Linked DNA regions of Sus scrofa: regions 2 and 3 are each linked to region 1. The links are chromatin contacts, called in public HiChIP or PLAC-seq maps. All regions are on one chromosome and are shown on one strand. The core of a region is the stretch at or near the end of the contact, and the rest is flanking DNA. Distances in the headings are between cores, read along the strand shown. Region 1 holds the start of REL (proto-oncogene c-Rel). Region 2 holds the start of PUS10 (putative tRNA pseudouridine synthase Pus10). Region 3 holds the start of PAPOLG (poly(A) polymerase gamma).

What was found. HiChIP or PLAC-seq counts read pairs in DNA pulled down with a chosen protein or histone mark.
Region 2: a contact with region 1 is called in an H3K27ac HiChIP or PLAC-seq map of skeletal muscle. The contact joins the promoter of PUS10 here to the promoter of REL in region 1. A contact is called at or near these places in 1 of 5 promoter capture datasets (fetal liver), 7 of 47 Hi-C or Micro-C datasets (embryonic fibroblasts, fibroblasts, heart right ventricle and 3 more) and 2 of 2 datasets of contacts at active chromatin or transcription factors (alveolar macrophages and skeletal muscle).
Region 3: a contact with region 1 is called in an H3K27ac HiChIP or PLAC-seq map of alveolar macrophages. The contact joins the promoter of PAPOLG here to the promoter of REL in region 1. A contact is called at or near these places in 2 of 47 Hi-C or Micro-C datasets (heart right ventricle and liver) and 1 of 2 datasets of contacts at active chromatin or transcription factors (alveolar macrophages).

What each region holds. Positions count from the first base shown.
Region 1 is chr3:80,910,795-80,913,909 of Sscrofa11.1, reverse strand. It overlaps REL (proto-oncogene c-Rel), which reads left to right and starts at 1,677. Exons shown (of 10, transcript XM_005662527.3): 1 at 1,677-2,253. The coding sequence starts at 2,244.
Region 2 is chr3:80,789,574-80,792,688 of Sscrofa11.1, reverse strand. PUS10 (putative tRNA pseudouridine synthase Pus10) reads right to left here and starts at 1,445. Exons shown (of 19, transcript XM_021087518.1): 1 at 1,223-1,445. The coding sequence starts at 1,410. PEX13 (peroxisome biogenesis factor 13) reads left to right here and starts at 1,582. Exons shown (of 4, transcript XM_003481205.4): 1 at 1,582-1,752. The coding sequence starts at 1,661.
Region 3 is chr3:81,023,729-81,026,843 of Sscrofa11.1, reverse strand. It overlaps PAPOLG (poly(A) polymerase gamma), which reads left to right and starts at 1,475. Exons shown (of 22, transcript XM_003125108.5): 1 at 1,475-1,802. The coding sequence starts at 1,786.

The DNA of each region.
Region 1 (3,115 bases), core at 428-2,927:
TTTCTGGAGGTGAAATATAAACAAATATATGCAAAATATTGTCCATTCCTATTTGTTTCTCATCCTCATAATGGATTTTTAAGCATTTGTGTTCAGTTCATTCATATAGCTTTGACATTTGAAACTGTATGGGTAAAAAAAACCTGAAAAAAATAAACTAAAAAATGTGCCTGGTGCCAAAAAGAACAGAGAACATTACCCCTACTTTCTCATTTAGCAAAGCAGAAACTGTAAATGATTTCTCTTTTTTTAATTGGCTACAGCCTTTCTCTCTAAGATGTGTGTACAACTTTCGAAAAGCTAAACAAGGAGTTCCCTTTGTCCCTTTGTGGCTCAGCGATAATGAATCAGACTAGTATCCATGAGACTCAGGTTTGATCCCTGGCCTCCCTCAGTGGGTTAAGGATCTGGTACCTTGAGCAGCTGCGGAGTAGGCTGGCAGCTGCAGCTCCAATTTGACCCCTAGCCTGGAAACTTCCACATGCTGTGAGTGGGACCCTAAAAAAGCAAGCAAGCAAGCTAAACAAGCCTCTTATAGCTTTGTGCCCCTTTAAGATCTTTCTTGGGGCCTTGGAGCTATCTCTTGGAAATGTGAACATCAAGGAGGATGTTGCCCCATCTCCCTGTTTCTGTAGAAGTTTAAACCCTGGCTTTTAGCTCCAAGATGTAACTTCCTATTATTTTTCCTTGGGATAAAGACAAGTTTGTAATTGATTGTACCTGTCTGATTATATAAAGTGAGATTTCTTTTTTGTCTTTGCAATCGTCTTAACGCATCACAGTATGGTTTAATGTTTATTCAATAATAAAACTTTCATTCTTTTCTACTTTATTTCGTGAAGAGGATATTTTGGGAGTGGCAGGAGATTTTAATTATTTCCCCAACCGGATCCCCCAGTTTTGGCACCTGTATGGCAGACTATTTTCCATTACTCCTCCATATTTATTTTAGGCAGCAAAGGATAGTGGAAAGAGCCTGGAGCTTTGGAGTCAGACAACCCTGAATTTAAATTGTGCTTTTCTTTTTACTAGCATTCTAAAATAAGGACAAGTTACGTCTCTGAACCCTGATTGCCTCACCTATCAAATTAGGATAATAATACATTACAAACGAGGCAACTAAACTGACACTTAGGTCCTTTACACAGTAAGGAAACAAAGTAAACTTAGATTCCTTTAGTATACTAAACGTTACATTCCCTCTTTCCTCGGGCTATTTCTGTCCAGTCCCAAGGCAGTGTCCACATTAATCTTGAGCACAATGAACATCAGGCAACGAACTCACATTGCGGACCCTAAGAGCTTAAAAAGTTTTAGTTTGTAAAGTACGTTAACAGAGCCCTCGCAATTTAGACAGGCAAAGGAAGAAGATCGGGGGTCTCCGTATGCAAATATATGAATTACGACCGCGCACCGGCTACCGCGGCTTCCGCACTTCCCTTCGAGGGCGCTCGGGTACATCGGCGCTGTGCCGCCAGCCCGCGCGGGGGCGGAGATTTGCGTGTGCAAGAAGGGGAACCACCCATCGAAAACCCCCCCAAGCCCGGGAGGGCCGGCCCCACTTCGCGCCCGGCCCACCCCTAAGTGCTTGCCGGCGGTCGGCCCTCCTGACGTCACCGCACCCTCCCACCTGCTCCTGAACTTTAAGCCAAGCGCCCAAGAACATCCTGGAGGAGGGGGATTTCTCAGGAGCCAACAGCTTTCGCACGCTGGGGGAAGTCACCTCCCGGGTCCCAGCGTTCCCTGCGCTCCCGAAGGTCCCCCGTTCCCGCTTCCCAAACTGGATCCCAAGCCCTTGGGGGCTCCGGGGAGGGGGCGGGGCACGGGGCAGCCCAGCGCCGACGCACGCGCGCGAGTCTCAAGGCGTCCCGCCCCCTCCCGGGGGAAGGCGGCGGTGTAGGGGGCCTACGTCAGCTAGGGGAAATTCCCCTCCCGCCGGGCAGCCTGCCTCTCGGGCCGGCCAGAGCTGGGCTGCCGCTGCTGCTGCTGCTGCTGCGCTCCGCCCCCTGCCCCTGGCTCCCGCAGCCTGGACTGGCGACGCCGGGTGACCCGAGCGCGAGAATTAAGCGGGTGGGAAGGTGTGAGCCGCAAACCCAGAGGAGGGCGGGAAGGAGGAGGAGGTCCCGGGGGTGGTCAAGGGGATTGGGGATCCCGCTGGCAGAGGTCCCTCGGCCGCCGGACTGACTGACTGCGGCGGCCTCCGGTTCGGACGCTCGGAGCAGGGCGGCGCGGTGAGCAGAGCCATGGCCTCGGGTGAGTGTGTTCCCGCGCGGGCTACCTCTAACAGCGGGAGGGCAGGAGCGGGTCCGAGGGTCTTGCTGCTCAGAGTTTCGGGGGGTCAGTTTTGGTTGTGGCTCTTTGTGTCTTTAAACTCGACGCTGGCAAACTGTCAAGCTTTTGAAAAAGTGACAGAGTTCGGGGTTTGTGTGTGAAATCAAAGTCAAGCTCTGTAATTTGATGCCGTTGTAGTCGTCGGAACCTTAGAACTTCCCAAAGACTTGGGTCTTGGATTAGGGAAGTTAGAAGAATCTGAATGAAGGAAGACGAAATCCTCATATTTAAAAATTGATTTATTATTGAATTGGAGGTTTTACGTTTTAGAACAGGAAGGAGGATCCTTCCGACCTCAGGAGAGCTCTTTTTAGTTTAATCTCATCAGTTGCTGAGAGGTGATTGCTGTTGTTGCTGACAGCTGGGCAAAATGCGGTGAGGCTTTAAAAATTACCAGTGGTATTTTAATAGGTAGTAGGTGGAAAAGTTGCTTCAACCAAGTGGATCATTTTTACTGTGAAGTGCCTACTAACTTGTAAAACAGAAGTCGAGTTTTGTTTTCCTTTTTGGAAAGAAGGGGGAAAGACGGTTTTTTATTTTGTTTTGTTTTATCATCTCCGTGCTTTAAAATATGATGAAGCATGAAAAGAACTTTCTATCACTTATAAACTAGCAAATATTTATTTATAGTTAATACTTAATGTGAATCTCTTTCTTTGGGGAACCGAGTTTACCAAGAAACTGCTTCAAGGATGAGGGAGGGCCCCTCAGATCCCGCCATGGTTTAGGTCGGCTTGTAACCTGAGGCAAGCAAATCAAGTAGACTGAATTCGAGTGGGACTTT
Region 2 (3,115 bases), core at 196-2,695, 120 kb after region 1:
GTTGTATTAAAATGTATACTTCCCCCTCCCCTTGCTGGGCCTTTCCTTTAAAGACAACGTTTCTCCTGTAGTTCACTAGATTAAAGGTATCACGACAGTCAGTAAATGACACAGTGCAATCTCTTGGCTCTGAAAAGTTCCCAAACCTGTTCAGAATTACAAAACCTTGAGTAACTAACTGCAAGAGGTTTTAAAAAAACAAAACCCTCCTCCATATGTGTTAATAATGAAACTTATAAACCTCTCAAGATCATTTTCGCGTAGCAACAATCTAGCGACTTTTCAAGAAAGTTAACATTATTAGGAGAAAATACTTTATGCCTTAAGGCAGTTTCACCTTGATGTACTGCACTGAAATGACAGGCTTTTATAAGACATCAGAAATCAGTTGTTCCATATTAGATTTATTATCTTTGAAAGCAAGCCCTGAGAAATATACCCCATACTGTAAGGTTTTCGCTGTTGGTTACCTTTAAAATGTTTGCTTTTCGTTTACATGTTTACACAAAGAACTGGAACTTCTCATTGCAAAAGAACCTCTCCCACGTGTTAAGATCCCTACGGGGATGGAGTCCCTCTCCACAAACCAATGGCCCCGTCTCTAGTTTACCAGAGGAAAGGATGGATTTTCCTTTCTCACACGATTACAGAAACTACTGCAGTCAAGGAGGCAGCAAAATAACCAGGCTGAGTCTAATCCTGTAATCTTTTCGAACTTATTTCCATACAGAAGGGGGTCATTCTTCTTGTGGGGTGGGGGTGGAGTGTGGATTTCCAAAGGAGGCACTCCTAACTTCATTGCGCCACTGATAAACACTCAGCAGTGGAATCCACTCTAGATTTCTGGAAAGTTCATCCCCAAATCTAACCTCGAGTCTTTCCTGTGGCCAACCAAGCAAGCCTTGCTCCCCTTAAGTCAGGTCCAAGAAACTTCCGACTCACCGCCCTGCTACCAAAGCTTCTGCAGCTGGTGGGAAACGATCTCCTCCATCCACACCTCTCCAGAACCCTGTCCGCACCCCCTCACTTCAAATCTCCCCACCTCACCTTCTCCCACGACGCCGGAGCCTGAGATTTAACCCCTTCCAGCCCTCCAGTGGGAACGGGGAGGACTAAAGACAACGCACCAATTGCGTCTAGCAATTCTGTTCCCCGAGGAAACATGAGCTTTAGAAAGAAAGTACCAGCTGCTAACTCGAGGACTGAGTGGAGTCTCCCCTACCTGTTTGCAGGGAAATCAGTCGAGCTGCCACACAGACCGGCACCCCCCCCCCCGCCCCGCGGGGACAGGAATGCGTGGGGCACTATTCCCGGCTGGAGCCGGACTTGTCCCAAATAAGCTTCCGTGGGACTCCGATGTCTAGGATACTGTAGCCGCTGCCAGAAGTATCGATAAGCTCCTACCCTCATCGGGTTTAGAATGGAAATCCTTCTAGGTCAAAGAAAAAGAGAGCATTTCTTCCCCTGGATTAGTGGTATCCTAATAGACTGTAGTCCCAGCCGCAAAGCTCCACAAGTCACAACCTGACTGCAGAGACAGGCCGGGTGGAGGGTTCCGCGCTCTGCAAGTTGTGCCTTGCGCGCAAACGGATGGTGTCCCCGGGCCTGGAGAGTCCCGGCTCAGAGCCCAGTGCAGAGCGGCAGCCGAGAGGAGGTGGAGATGGCGTCCCAGCCGCCTCCTCCCCCTAAACCCTGGGAGACCCGCCGGATTCCGGGGGCCGGGCCGGGACCGGGACCTGGCCCCACTTTCCAGTGAGTGTTTGATTCTTCTGGCCACGAGTTTTGTGGGCCGGAGCGGGCACTTGGTAAGGGGCGGTTGAGGCCGTTATTAGGGGTGAGGTGTCCCCTCCCCCTCTCATCCAGTCCCCACCCCGCCCCCCAGCCTTAAGCGGGTCGAGGTGCTGCCGGGGCGCCAGCAACGGGAATTTCAGTGTCGGATAGTTGCTTCTGGCTCGGCGGTTTTCGGTAGCGACGTTTTCCAGGGGGCTTCTGGGTCCCGGGGCTTGGAAGAAACGGTGCGGCTGTTTCTTCTGTTTGCGGGACACTCTGACGGAACTGTTTGACTCTTCTACCTCCGCCACCCCTACCCTTCTTCCCCTTAAAGAGTTAGACTTTCGGTTCGTAGCTGCTCAGAGAGGCATTTGCCCAGCCCCGGTTTGATAGGGAACAAAGTCTCAAGCCTTTAACCATTTCTCAAGTTGGTGAAAAGTCAGCAGGTCACATTTAACGCAACTGGAGCTCAAGCCTATACACAGTGCATTCTTTTCCAGCTTACGTAAAGCAATGAAGTTTTGGAAAAGCAACTTTAAAGCAGGAGTTGAGAACTGAGGCCTATGAGTGGCCTTTGTGTGCTAGATAGAGTGTGATTTTTCTAAGCCTGTGAGATATTGTTTTGTTGTAATCAATGTTAAATAGATTTACAGCTCAAAAAAAGTTAAAATAGAATAAAAGAGGAAATTTCACAGCCTTGTGTGTTTTGTGTTGAGTAGATCTGGACATCTTAATTCAAGGAAGAAAAACTCGAATGTCAAATCCCTACTGTGGTAGGTTTACCTAAATAAAAATCCCCAACAGGGGGACACAGCTTTTTGAGGACATGGGTTAGCTGTGACAAAGCAATAAAACTATTATTTTCTCCTTCACACCCCCACCCACCCCAAATTCCCAACGCACTGGAATGTATTTCTGCTATGTTTTAAAATCTCGTAATCTTTTCGCTCAGCGCTTAGGAGCCCGACTAGTATCCGCGAGGATGCTAGTTCGATCCCTGGCCCCGATCAGTGGGTTAAGGATCCTGCGTTGCAGTGAGCAGTAGGTCGCAGATGCCTCTTGGATTCTGTGTTGCTGTGGCGGTGGCTATGGCGAGCAGCTGCAGCTCTGATTCCACCCCTGGCCTGGGAACTAGCATTTGCCGCAGGTGCTGCCCTAAAAAGCAAAACGAACAAAAAACTTGTAATCTCCGAGTTCCCGTCGTGGCTCAGTGATTAACGAATCCGACTAGGTTCGGCGTTGCAGTGAGCTGTGGTGTAGGTTGCAGACGCGGCTGGGATCCCACGTTGCTGTGGCTCTGGCGTAGGCCTTTGGCTATAGCTCCGATTAGACCCCTAGCCTGGGA
Region 3 (3,115 bases), core at 226-2,725, 110 kb before region 1:
TCAAAAATTAAGTTTTAGAAAATAAAGTGATATTTCTTGCCTGTCTGAATTTTCATTTTGGCTCTACATACCCTTCTAATTCTTTTACAATCCTATTAACTTCATTTTAAAGACAGGAAAGGGCTTTTTAAGGTTAATTTCCCTAAGGTCACAAAACTAGAAAGTACCAAAACTAGAATTCGAATTTGGGTCTCCCTGGCATTGAAGCCCTTGATAGCAATTACTATATCCTGCCTGGGATAGGTTTTGCCATCTCCCTACCACCTGTACCCAATCCCTATTCCCAAATCTTGCTAATTTAAGCACATGCCCTATTCCAGAAAGCCACTATTGAGCATCCCCTGTCCCCAGGTTTAATTGGCCCTCTTTGGGCCTCCCAAAATCTCCTAACCGCATCCCATCACAGACTGTACTGTATTTTAGTGATCTCTCTATGTGCTTATTCTCCTTCACTAGACTGAACTTTTGAGAGCAGGAATTAAGTATCTCTAGTGCCTGACACATAGTAGGTGATTTGTTTCTACAACAGAAGAATATCACTTATATTCAATTGTCTCCTCACTAAACAATACATCTGGGAGTTACCTTTTGACTCAGCAGGTTAAGGATCTGGCATTGTCACCCCTGTGGCTCTGGTTACAGCTATGGCATGGGTTCATCCCTAGCATGGGAACTTCTGCATGCCTCAGGCCTACCAAAAAAGAGAATACCTCTGGTTTTGTGCACAACTAAATCACTGAAGCCTACCACAGTGCTTGACACAAATTAGGTTTTCAATAAATATTTTTGAATGAATGATTCTATATGTACTCTCTATCTACTATGACTCTGAGTCACATTCCAAGAAAAAGCTTCTTCACATTCTTTTCCTTATAATGACTTACTGTTTTAAATTATTTCTACCCTTTGACATTTTAAAATTTGTCATCACTTTACCATTTTCATCCTCACATGAAACACGATTTCCAATATTCAAAAGTGTGAGATTTTCATTGTGTTCTATTTATCCTATCACAAACTGCGAGCATTCCTATCAACCTCTTCCACTTTACTAGAACGTCATTAATCAGGGGGAGGTACTTAGAGGTGAAGGGAACAGTTAGCCTCCAATTGACAAGCTTGCTCTTCTCTGGGGTTATTGCAAAGTCACACGTTCCTGGGTGTGACCTTCTCAGGACATAATCTCCTCAAGGGCTGAATTGATTAGACTATGACTATGACCTATTAAATTAAAGGTGTGGCATAATGAAAGAGTTAAAATAGTATTTTCTATGCAAGGTTGTGATCTTTTTTAAAATATATGATATAGGCTCTCATAAGAGAAACAGGAAAACACGTCCCAAATTACCTTCCTAGCAGTTAGCCTGGATTGACAGTCCCACTGAACAAAGGAAGGAACCAAACACTCCTTGAGACCTATGTTTGCAGCCCGAGCCGGTTCCCCTCCTATGGGCGGGGCACCCGGAGCCTCCGGGACCCAGGGGGAGGGGGCGGGGTGGGGAGGGGGCGGGTCCAGGTCTCAAGGGGCGGGGCCACGGCGGGCGAGAGGCAGGCTGGGAAGCGGCGCCATATTGGCGTCGGCCGCGCTGTATTGTCATAAATAGAGCCGGTTTTGTGGTGTTTTCACTACTCGGTTGGATGCCTCGGCCGTAGTAAGTGAGAGAGTAAGAGAGCGAGGAAGCGAGCTGCAAACGAGCGGAGGAAAGTGGACAGGAGGAGAAGGGAAGAGCAAGAACAGGACTCCAGAGCGAAAGGCACTCGCCGGTGAGGGGGACGCAGGAAGCGATGAAAGAGATGTCTGCGTAAGTGTTGGGGGGCGGCGGTTGGGGGAGAGGCAGAACGGAGTGGGCAGGGATGGTCGGCCCGGGATCCCGCTTTCGTTTCCTGCCCCCGCGTTCTGGCCGGAGCACTGCAGGGTGGTCTCCTTCCCTGCACCCGGCCGGTCGACAAGGGCACCTCCCTACACACTGGGCGCTCACCTGGCACCCTTGCACAGACTCGGGGACTCCAGGAGACCCCCATCTGCGCCTGGCTGCCCCACCTCTGAGGACGCCCCCAAATGAGGTTGCGGCGGGAGAGAGGCTCGTGTGTCCGTAGGGAGAAATTGTCGGTCACAGTCCTGCCCCCAGCACTGTCTGAGCCGGTTTCTGCTCCAGTCTGCATTGGCGCAAATACCATCCCCCTACCTCCTCCTCCTCCGTCTTCATGACCTGCGGTCTCCAGGTCTTCAAGAGTGAATGACCTACCCCAGCCCATGGGTTTCTCTTTAATAAAGGTTGTGCTGTTTTCACCCTCCCCTGGCCTCCCCACCTATCCACCGTGCATCTGCGGGTCTCTTCCTCCTGCTCATACTTGGGTAAGTCAGAAACGGTGTCCTCCTGGCAGGATTTTAAGCTTTTGACATTTTGGTTTATTAGGAAATAATTTGAACATACAGAAAAATGCAAGGAATAGCATAAGCAGCATTTGTGTAGCCACCATCCATCTCTCCCCAAACATAACGTGCTGTGTGTGTGTGTGTGTGTGTGTGTGTGTGTGTTTATACACATCTTTATTTAAAAGAAACCAAGCATAATGAGTATATCTGAAGGATTCTCCTACCCCCTCCTCCTTTGGTCCCATTCACCCCCTCCCCCAGAGTTCCCCACAGTTCTGAATTTTATGCTCATTGCTGCATTTTTTTTTTTTTTTGCTATTGCTATACATGTATGTTCCAAATTGGCATTGTTTTACTTGTTTTTAAGCTTCATATAACTAGTATCACACTTGTCATTCTGCAGTTTCCATAGTGAAACATAGTATCTTTGAGATTTGTCCATGATAATGTTTTCAGCTCTAATTAATTCATATTAACTACTGTATTGTATTCCATTGTAGGGATAACACCCTAATTTAGTCCTTTTCCTGTTGGTGATTGTCTTATTTCTAAGTTTTTAATGTTAACTGTGGTAGTGAACATTCTTGTACATGCCTTTTGGTACACTTGAACTAGAATTTCTCCAAGGTGTTTACCTATAAGTTAAAATGATGAGTTGAGGGAAATGTAGGCTTCTGTTGCTTGCTTTTGTTTTCCTGACTAGGTGAGGGATGTTCAGAACCATGGAATTGGAATTTT